Linked DNA regions of Oryctolagus cuniculus: region 1 is linked to region 2. A link is a contact called in public Hi-C data. All regions are on one chromosome and are shown on one strand. The core of a region is the stretch at or near the end of the contact, and the rest is flanking DNA. Distances in the headings are between cores, read along the strand shown. Region 1 holds the start of PCDH17 (protocadherin 17). Region 2 holds the start of LOC100357840 (cytochrome c).

Region 1 (4,525 bases), core at 1,297-3,796, 2.6 Mb before region 2:
GGACCCCGGCCGGCGGGCTGGGCTCGCAGCTCACCGATCTAATCAATGGCTCCGGAGCGCTGCGGACTCTGGCTCCGCCCCCACCAGTCTCCTCGCCGCCTCCTATTGGGCGCGGGCCGAGGAGGCGGGGCCTTTCTCCTCGGGCGGATTGGCTGGCAGGGAATCGGTATCAATGTTTAAGCGGCGGCGTGAGGTGAATAGTCAGTCGGCGAGAGACGCTGGGGAGAGCGCCCGGCGGCTGCGGCAGCGGCCCAGGGCGGCTGAGGAGACGTTCCTCCAACTGTTGAATTGAATTTCCGCCTTTCACCCCTCCGCCGCTTCGCTTGCGGAGATGGATTTATTCGCTTTGCAATCCGCACGTTTTCCTCAGGCGTTGGGGTGATCCTGACAGGCACCAGACTGAAAGAGACCACCCGTGACAGAAAAGGAGGAATTAAAAAAAAAAAATCCTCCACAGCAGACTGCACAATTAACTATGCCCACCGATGCCGGACTTTGTGACTAGACAACACTGAGAGAGAAATCTCGAACTGTGGTGCGGGGCTAAGCTGTGAGCAATTTCTGGAAGCCTGATTTTTTTTTTCTTTTTCTGGCACTCTGAGGTGTCTCACGCCTAACCAAGAGGAAAGATTTTTTTTTTTTCAAAAACAAATAAATAAATAAGTACCTCTAGCAAAGCAGACGCCTTGTTTTCCAGCACCTCGGACTCCGGCAGAAAGAGGTAGAGTAAAAGTGCTGCTGGATTCAGCTCCGCCTTCCTCCCTCCCGCCTCTTCTCTCGCTGCCGCCGCCGCCGCCGCCGCTGCTGCTGCTTTTTTAATCCCCCAAACACGAATCTGGTTTTTTTTCTTTCTATAGAGTGAGTCAGAGAAAGCGTTAGGAAGAAGCCGCCACTGAGGTCTGTGAGGCGAGGACTGAGCCGCCGCTTCTGACTCAGCCGGCGGATCCGAACACCTGCATTTCTGGATGTGTCATTCCCCTAGGTCAAGGCGCCTCGAACACCAGAAATAACCCGCAGAGCTGGGTCCCGCGTCCCCGCCGCGGTCGCTGCCCGGGGCCGGCGCCCCCCGCGCCCCCTGCCCGCCCGAGTCGCCCAGGGCGCCTGTGTGAAAGCGAGACTGCAGGACGCACCACGCCGAACCCCGATGGGCTCCTTGCCTCCAGCCCACTCCTCCTACGATTAAAGAAAAAAAAAAAATAGAAGAAAAAAAAAAGAAAACCTGCACGCTATTCGTTTCAAATAGTCACCCCTTTTATTCGTCGCCAAGGTTTTCCTTTCTAGATGAAGAGGACGGGGAGGCTGGGCCCCTGGAAGGAGGTGCTGAATTGCAAGGAGAGAGAGGCACTTGACAGCCCAGCCCTGTGAATGCGGAGCCTGTTTCCCTTCTAGCGGAGACAGGGAGGGTGTGTGTGCGCGAGGGCTGGGAGGGGGCTCCCCCTTCCCTTCATTCGGCCGCCCCTCCCCCTGCAGATCTGCACGTCCAGCCATGAGTTGCCTGTTGATTTCCTTTCGCCTGGGAAGAACGGCAAACTGGAATTAAACTGCTTGCGGAGAAGTCCTGGCTCGCGGGGGAGAGGATGGGATGGTAGCGGCGGCGGCTGGCTCGGCGTGGAGAAATCGCAGTGTGTTCTACGAACAGAGGCGGAGAGACATCTATATATCCCCCCCCCCCCCCGCCGCCCCATATAGACGCACACAGCAAATGCTGATGAGGCTGTGGCTTTCTGGATTTTAGGGGAGAGCCTTTCCCGAGGAAGAGAGGGCGGAGCCTGGTAGGGGGAGGAAACTACACATCGGGACACTAGTTCTTTGCGCTGCATTGAGAGAGAGAGAGAGAGCGAGAAGCGAGCGAGAGGGAGAGAGAGAGAGAGATCCGCTCGGCTGGGAGATGCAGTCCGCCGCCGCCGTGGCTTCAGCCAGCAATGCAAGATTAGATCTCTAAATGCAGCAAAACACTGCCTGAACACAGACCAGCCTGCGCGGCGAGCAGACATCTCACGGCGCTCCGAGGAAGATTCAAACATACATCAGCGACTGCCGCTTCGGCGCGGCTCATTCCCATCCATTTCCATCGCGGGAGGCGAGTAACGAGCAAGGATTTCACTTTCCGATCTGCCCGCAGACACACCTCCCCGCGCCCGCCCCCACCCGATGGGAAGACTCCTCCGCAGGCTGTCGGCGGGAGAGGGTCGGCGGCGCCCCAGCGGGAGCGAGCAAAGCCCACCGCGCCTTCCGCTCCTTCTCAGCCCTCCCAGCCTCGATTCCCTTCTGATCGCCGTCCTCATCGCGCAAGTTTGAGCCTCCCGAAGTCCGAGCGGCAGAGACAAAGCCCCGGGCTCGCCCCCCAAGCCGCAGGGAGCCGCCGCCGCCTCGCTCCAAGCCCCCTGCAGCTTCATTGCACCGCCGCTCTCGGCCAGTGCGGATGCTGTAGATCAACAGGTTCGGGGAACTTGAGCGGAATAAGGAGAGACTCTGCCTGGTGCCGCAGCCCGGGGTGCGGAAGGAAGAAGGAAGGACCCACAGACTCCGGGCTCGCCTCGCCCGGGGCCCCCGAGGCTGGCGCGCACCCCCACAGGCTCGCCCCTCCAAGTCCGGCTGCTCCTGCCCGCACCCCACCGATCTGGGATGTACCTTTCCATCTGTTGCTGCTTCTTGCTATGGGCCCCTGCCCTGACGCTCAAAAACCTCAACTACTCCGTGCCCGAGGAGCAAGGGGCCGGCACAGTGATCGGCAACATCGGCAAGGATGCCCGACTGCAGCCCGGGCTAACGCCGGCTGACCGCGGCGGCGGCGGCGGCGGCAGCGGCGGGCGCAGCAAGTCGGGCAGCTACCGGGTGCTGGAGAACTCGGCGCCGCACCTGCTGGACGTGGACGCAGATAGCGGGCTCCTGTACACCAAGCAGCGCATCGACCGCGAGTCCCTGTGCCGCCACAACGCCAGGTGCCAGCTGTCTCTCGAGGTGTTCGCCAACGACAAGGAGATCTGCATGATCAAGGTGGAGATCCAGGACATCAACGACAATGCTCCGTCCTTCCCGTCGGACCAGATCGAGATGGACATCTCGGAGAACGCGGCCCCCGGCACCCGCTTCCCGCTCACCAGCGCCCACGACCCGGACGCGGGCGAAAACGGGCTCCGCACCTACCTGCTCACGCGCGACGACCACGGCCTCTTCGCCCTGGACGTCAAGGCCCGCGGCGACGGCACCAAGTTCCCGGAGCTGGTCATTCAGAAGGCCCTGGACCGCGAGCAGCAGAGCCACCACACGCTGGTGCTGACCGCCCTGGACGGCGGCGAGCCGCCGCGCTCCGCCACCATGCAGATCAACGTGAAGGTGATAGACTCCAACGACAACAGCCCGGTCTTCGAAGCGCCCTCCTACCTGGTGGAACTGCCTGAGAACGCTCCGCTGGGCACCGTGGTCATCGATCTGAACGCCACGGACGCCGACGAGGGCCCCAACGGCGAAGTGCTCTACTCTTTCAGCAGCTACGTCCCCGACCGCGTGCGGGAGCTCTTCTCCATCGACCCCAAGACCGGCCTCATCCGCGTGAAGGGCAACCTGGACTACGAGGAGAACGGGATGCTGGAGATCGACGTGCAGGCCAGAGACCTGGGGCCGAACCCCATCCCAGCCCACTGCAAAGTCACGGTCAAGCTCCTCGACCGCAACGACAACGCGCCGTCCATCGGTTTCGTCTCCGTCCGCCAGGGGGCGCTCAGCGAGGCAGCCCCGCCCGGCACGGTCATCGCCCTGGTGCGGGTCACCGACCGGGACTCGGGCAAGAACGGGCAGCTGCAGTGTCGGGTGCTGGGCGGCGGAGGGACCGGCGGCGGCGGCGGCGGCGGCCTGGGCGGGCCCGGGGGTCCCGTCCCCTTCAAGCTGGAGGAGAACTATGACAACTTCTACACAGTGGTGACTGACCGCCCGCTGGACCGGGAGACCCAGGACGAGTACAACGTGACCATCGTGGCTCGGGACGGGGGCTCGCCTCCGCTCAACTCCACCAAGTCGTTCTCGGTCAAGATCCTGGACGAGAACGACAACCCGCCTCGGTTCACCAAGGGGCTCTACGTGCTGCAGGTGCACGAGAACAACATTCCCGGGGAATACCTAGGCTCCGTGCTCGCCCAGGATCCCGACCTGGGCCAGAACGGTACGGTGTCCTATTCCATCCTGCCCTCGCACATCGGCGACGTGTCCATCTACACCTACGTGTCCGTCAACCCCACCAACGGGGCCATCTACGCCCTGCGCTCCTTCAACTACGAGCAGACCAAGGCCTTTGAGTTCAAGGTGCTCGCCAAGGACTCGGGGGCGCCCGCGCACCTGGAAAGCAACGCCACGGTGAGGGTGACCGTGCTGGACGTGAATGACAACGCGCCCGTGATCGTGTTGCCCACGCTGCAGAACGACACGGCCGAACTGCAGGTGCCGCGCAACGCCGGCCTGGGCTACCTGGTGAGCACCGTGCGCGCGCTGGACAGCGATTTTGGCGAGAGCGGGCGCCTCACCTACGAGA
Region 2 (4,662 bases), core at 778-3,277:
AAAAGATGGATGAGGCTGGTGCTGTGGCTTACTTGGTTAATTCACCACCTGTGGTGCCGGCACCCGACATGGGCGCCAGTTCTAGTCCCAGTTGCTCCTCTTCCAGTCCAGCTCTCTGTTGTGGCCCAGGAAGGCAGTGGAGGATGGCCCAAGTCCTTGGGCCCTGCACCCGCATGGGAGACTGCAAAGAAGCACCTGGCTCCTGGCTTCAGATCGGTGCAGTGCTGGCCATGTCGGCCATTTAGGGAGTGAACCAATGGAAGGAAGACCTTTCTCTCTGTCTCTCTCTCTCTCTCTCTCTCTCTCACTGTCTAACTCTATCTGTCAAAAAAAAAAAAAAAAGATGGATGAGGTGCAAGTGGACCACAGCAATTCCTACATGAAAAGGCCTGATGTTGGGAGGGAGGGAGGGGGTAGATAACAGAGGGTCCAGAAGGAACATTTGGGAATTTTGAGTCTGTTCACTGTCTCAACTGTACTCCATGAACAAATTCTTTCCTTTATGGGTTGCTTATTGTATGTTAGTTATACTTCAGTGAAGCTTTTTCTTTTTTTAGGGTTGATCACACTTCTAGGAATTTTGGACATTGATGTGGAAGTTTGAGGAAGCAACTGAGAGAGTTTAAAGAGCCAAAGAGGGTATCCAAGTAGTATTCTGTTCTGGATTTCACATCCCTGCAGAGACTCTCCATATAATCTAATTCAAGAATACACCAAGCAACTGCTACTTTCCATGCTCCGATTAAGAACAGAACACACCTCTATCAGTAACTGAGTCACAGGGTCTTCTTGATTTCAATCGACTTTTTTTTTTTTTTTCATGATCTATAATTCTGTTTTTAATTCTCTTAAGTCTTGTGATCACATATTTTAGAGGTTTTGTGCTGATGGTATCTCCTCTACCTTAGTCCTTCCATGAGCTGGCAAAAGCACCATTACTAAACACAAATATGCAGTAGCTCCTCAGTGTTATGTGTTTCCAAATGGCTGCTTATAGACAATCCTGAATTCTAACTCAGTCTAAGGTAGTAAAGAATTCAACAGCAAGTGTAACTTGTTACTTCACCTGGTCATGCTGACGTTCAAAGCACCTGACCTTACAGATCATCTATAAAATGTGAGAAGTGTTAAATATTCTTTATTTGATATGCATAAACCACACTAAAATGCCTTTCAGTAAGTAAAAGGCAGAAGTTTAGATACAGGAAATTCTAATGAGATTGCCACAGCTAAGACCAAAAATACGAAGTAGACGTTTCCAAATGTCTTCAGCTCTTGCCTTAGGTAGGTAAAGAACAAGGGAATCTCGTTCAGTTCTGAGACAGTGAGGCAATTTCCCCAGCATTTAAATCTAAATCCAATCTCCCAACAGGTTTTGGTATGGCATTGACAAGTTTTGTTAGTTAAGTCCAATCATATCCTTAGAAGGGGAAAACAGTGAGGGCATTCACTGAACTGGAATTACTACCAAAATTTCCTATTTAACCACACAAGGCAATATTAGACTGTTGGACAAAAATATTTTGTCAGCCATTCATGATCTGAATTCTGGTGTATGAGAATTAAATTATGGTGCACATAAAAAAAGTCACGGGACATTGCTGTTTTGTAATAAATAAGGCAGTGGCCAGCTATTACTCATTCGTAGCTTTTTTGAGATAAGCTATCAAGTCTGCCCTTTCATTCTTCTTCTTAATGCCAGCGAAGATCATTTTGGTTCCAGGGATGTATTTCTTGGGATTCTCCAAATACTCCATCAGCGTGTCCTCTCCCCAGGTGATGCCTTTGTTCTTGTTGGCGTCTGTGTAGGAGAATCCAACGGCCTGACCTGTCTTCCGCCCGAACAGACCATGGAGATTTGGTCCAGTCTTGTGCTTGCCTCCCTTTTCCACAGTGTGGCACTGGGCACATTTCTGAACAAAAATCTTCTTGCCTTTCTCAACATCACCCATTTTTAACTCGCTCGTTAGTAGCTCGCGCCCCAAAGGACCGCACTAGGAAGCTGGACGTCCCGCTCTCTAAGCCGATTTCAATCGACTTTTAAAACCAATCATCAAAATTAAAAATGGAAAAATAAGTGACAAGTAGGGAAGAAACGTGCTGATATTTACAAAGGAATGGAATATAAATTTTATGTGGATCTCCTACAAACTATACAGAAAGAAAAGGCAACAGGAAAACAAAACAGACATTAATAGGCACTTCTAAAAAGAAATACATAGCCAACAAATATATAATAAGTGTTTCAATTTCAAATTCTAAATGCCTGAAACTTTTGAATATGTTACTTTACATGACAAAAGATACACTGCACATGTGACCAAAAATCGTTGAAATGGGGAAATTATTCTGCATTATCTGGGAAGGCACAACATAATATCACCGAGTAATTCCTTTTAAGAGGGAAGCAGGAGAGAGAGGAGTCATGACAAAAGTAGAAATCAGAGTGTTACTCCACTGTGGGACAAGGAGTATGACCAGACTGTAGGCGAAAAAAGTAAGGAAACAAATTCTTCTCCTAGAGCCCCCAAAAGCAATGTAGCCTGGCTGACCCATTTTGCACTTCTGAGCCTCAGATTGTGTAAAAAAAAACAAAGTGTGTTGTTCTAAGGAGCTAAACTTGTGGTAATTTGTTATACCAGCCGTGGAAAACTAATAGAGTCCCATTTCATAAATAAGGAAACGGAGATACAAAACAACTATTCAAGATCATTGAGTTAATGAGAGGTACAGAAAAGATCTAAAGCTATCAAGATTATGCTCGTATCTGTGATACTTTGCCTACCAATACACACACAAAGATACATTCAGAATTACTAAAAAATCCCTCAGTGCTGGGAATAAGCATCCTTCATTAATACCATGATTAAGATGGAAAAAAAAAACATAATATGAGCTATGAATACAAGAATTAAACTCTTAAATACCACAACACAAAAAAATCTTTAAAATATATGGCAAAAAATTTCAGAATAATGTACTTTCTATTTATTTATTTGACAGGTAGAGTTATAGACAGTGAGAGAGAGACAGAGAGAAAGGTCTTCCTTCTGTTGGTTCACTCCCCAGATGGCCAGAGCTGCACCGATCCGTAGCCAGGAGCCAGGAGTTTTTGGAGGATAACCTAGTGCGCCATGATGTTGGCCCCCAGAATAATGTACTTTCAACATGCAGATGAATATACATACCTTAGTAAAAACAAAAATAGTATTCAAAGTGCAACAAACTGTTAAAAATGATAATTTGTTGGAATACAGAGAAGAAAGTAGGATACATAAGACTTCTGTACTATATTCAGTATTTTTATGTTATTTGAATATTTTACAACAAGAATACTGTGGTATATTTTAAAACAAGGCATTTTTAATGCAGAGATATGCATGAACTTCTTACTTTTTTTCATTAAATTAAAAGGAGGCTTCTACTACACAGTTTAAAAGTCCTGCCCTACAGTGACACCAAATGGTGGCATAACAAAATACAGCACAAGACAAGGACATTTGTTCAGTTCAATCTTCCTATAAATGTTGGATTCCTTTGAAGAACAGGCTGCTTAACTAAATTAAATAACATTGAGACAAATACTGAAAAACCTAGAATTTTTAATCAAAGAAAGTCTACTATACCAAGCTTCAAATGCAAATTTTTAGGACTCTTTCCAAATTTCAGCTAACCTTCTGATCCCATTGCATATTTACATAAATCATGTCTCACAGTTAAACCATGTCACTGTGAACACAGTGATTTTACCTAATAGCTTATTGATCAAAGACACTCTGAGAATATAAGAAATGCAGTCATACAAATAAAAGTCAGGTTCCACTCTACAGAAGCCAACCTTTGGGAAGTATGCAATATTTTTGGCAGACAGATGAGGGAAGAAAGTCAGGGCTGAAGAGACACAAGCAACTGATCCAATTAGTAACAGTTTCTAGAAGTATATTTTCATTTCTTAATCTATTAATAAAGTTAGGTTGAATTAAATAGGAGGCTCCTGCATCTCAAATGTTAACCAATTTCTCAATAGAAATTTCTGTCCTAAATTCTCCTAAGCACATTAGCAAGTTGTCTCTGTCCTCTGCTGGAGACCCAAACCAATATATAAGAATAGCATGTAAATAGTTTACTCATTACAAGCCCATTACAAATAGACAGAGAGAGCAACTTCTTCCCAGAGAACTCTTTAAAATAGAACCCCATCACTCAGCATTAAATGGCAGCTTTTCCAGGTTTTTTTTTTTTTTTTTAATTTGTATGTATCCAAAACACATACACATACACAGAGAGAGACAGATCTTCTATTGGCTGACTTACTTCCAAAATGCCTAAACATTCAGGGCTGGACCAAGCTGAAAACAAAAGTATGGAACTCCATCTTGGTCTCCTAATAGGGTGGCAAGGACCAAGGGACTCACAGGATGCATTAACAGGAAGCTGAATTGGAATCAGAGAAGCTAGGACTCAAACCAGTAGTCCAGTATGGGGTATGGGCATCTCAAGCTACAGTTCAACCCAACTGCTGCATCACAACATCCTCTTGGGTTCAGATTTTTTATGTGTTATTTTTCATATAATAAAATCTCCTATAAGAAAGAAGACACAAATATATTAACACCTACAAAAATAGGTCACTGTTGTTTAGCTGTCAGGTCCAGATTCATA

What was found. Hi-C and Micro-C count contacts between places; a contact is called where the count stands out from the background.
Region 1: a Hi-C map of an unstated tissue shows a contact between it and region 2, with 5 times the contacts expected there. The contact joins the promoter of PCDH17 here to the promoter of LOC100357840 in region 2. A contact is called at or near these places in 2 of 6 Hi-C or Micro-C datasets (embryonic fibroblasts and an unstated tissue).

The regions. Positions count from the first base shown.
Region 1 is chr9:55,416,301-55,420,825 of mOryCun1.1, reverse strand. It overlaps PCDH17 (protocadherin 17), which reads left to right and starts at 2,546. Exons shown (of 4, transcript XM_070048407.1): 1 at 2,546-4,525. The coding sequence starts at 2,626.
Region 2 is chr9:52,833,242-52,837,903 of mOryCun1.1, reverse strand. LOC100357840 (cytochrome c) reads right to left here and starts at 2,027. Exons shown (of 1, transcript XM_008262288.4): 1 at 1,117-2,027. The coding sequence starts at 1,952. The coding sequence ends at 1,635. All of the region lies in intron 19 of DIAPH3 (diaphanous related formin 3), which reads right to left.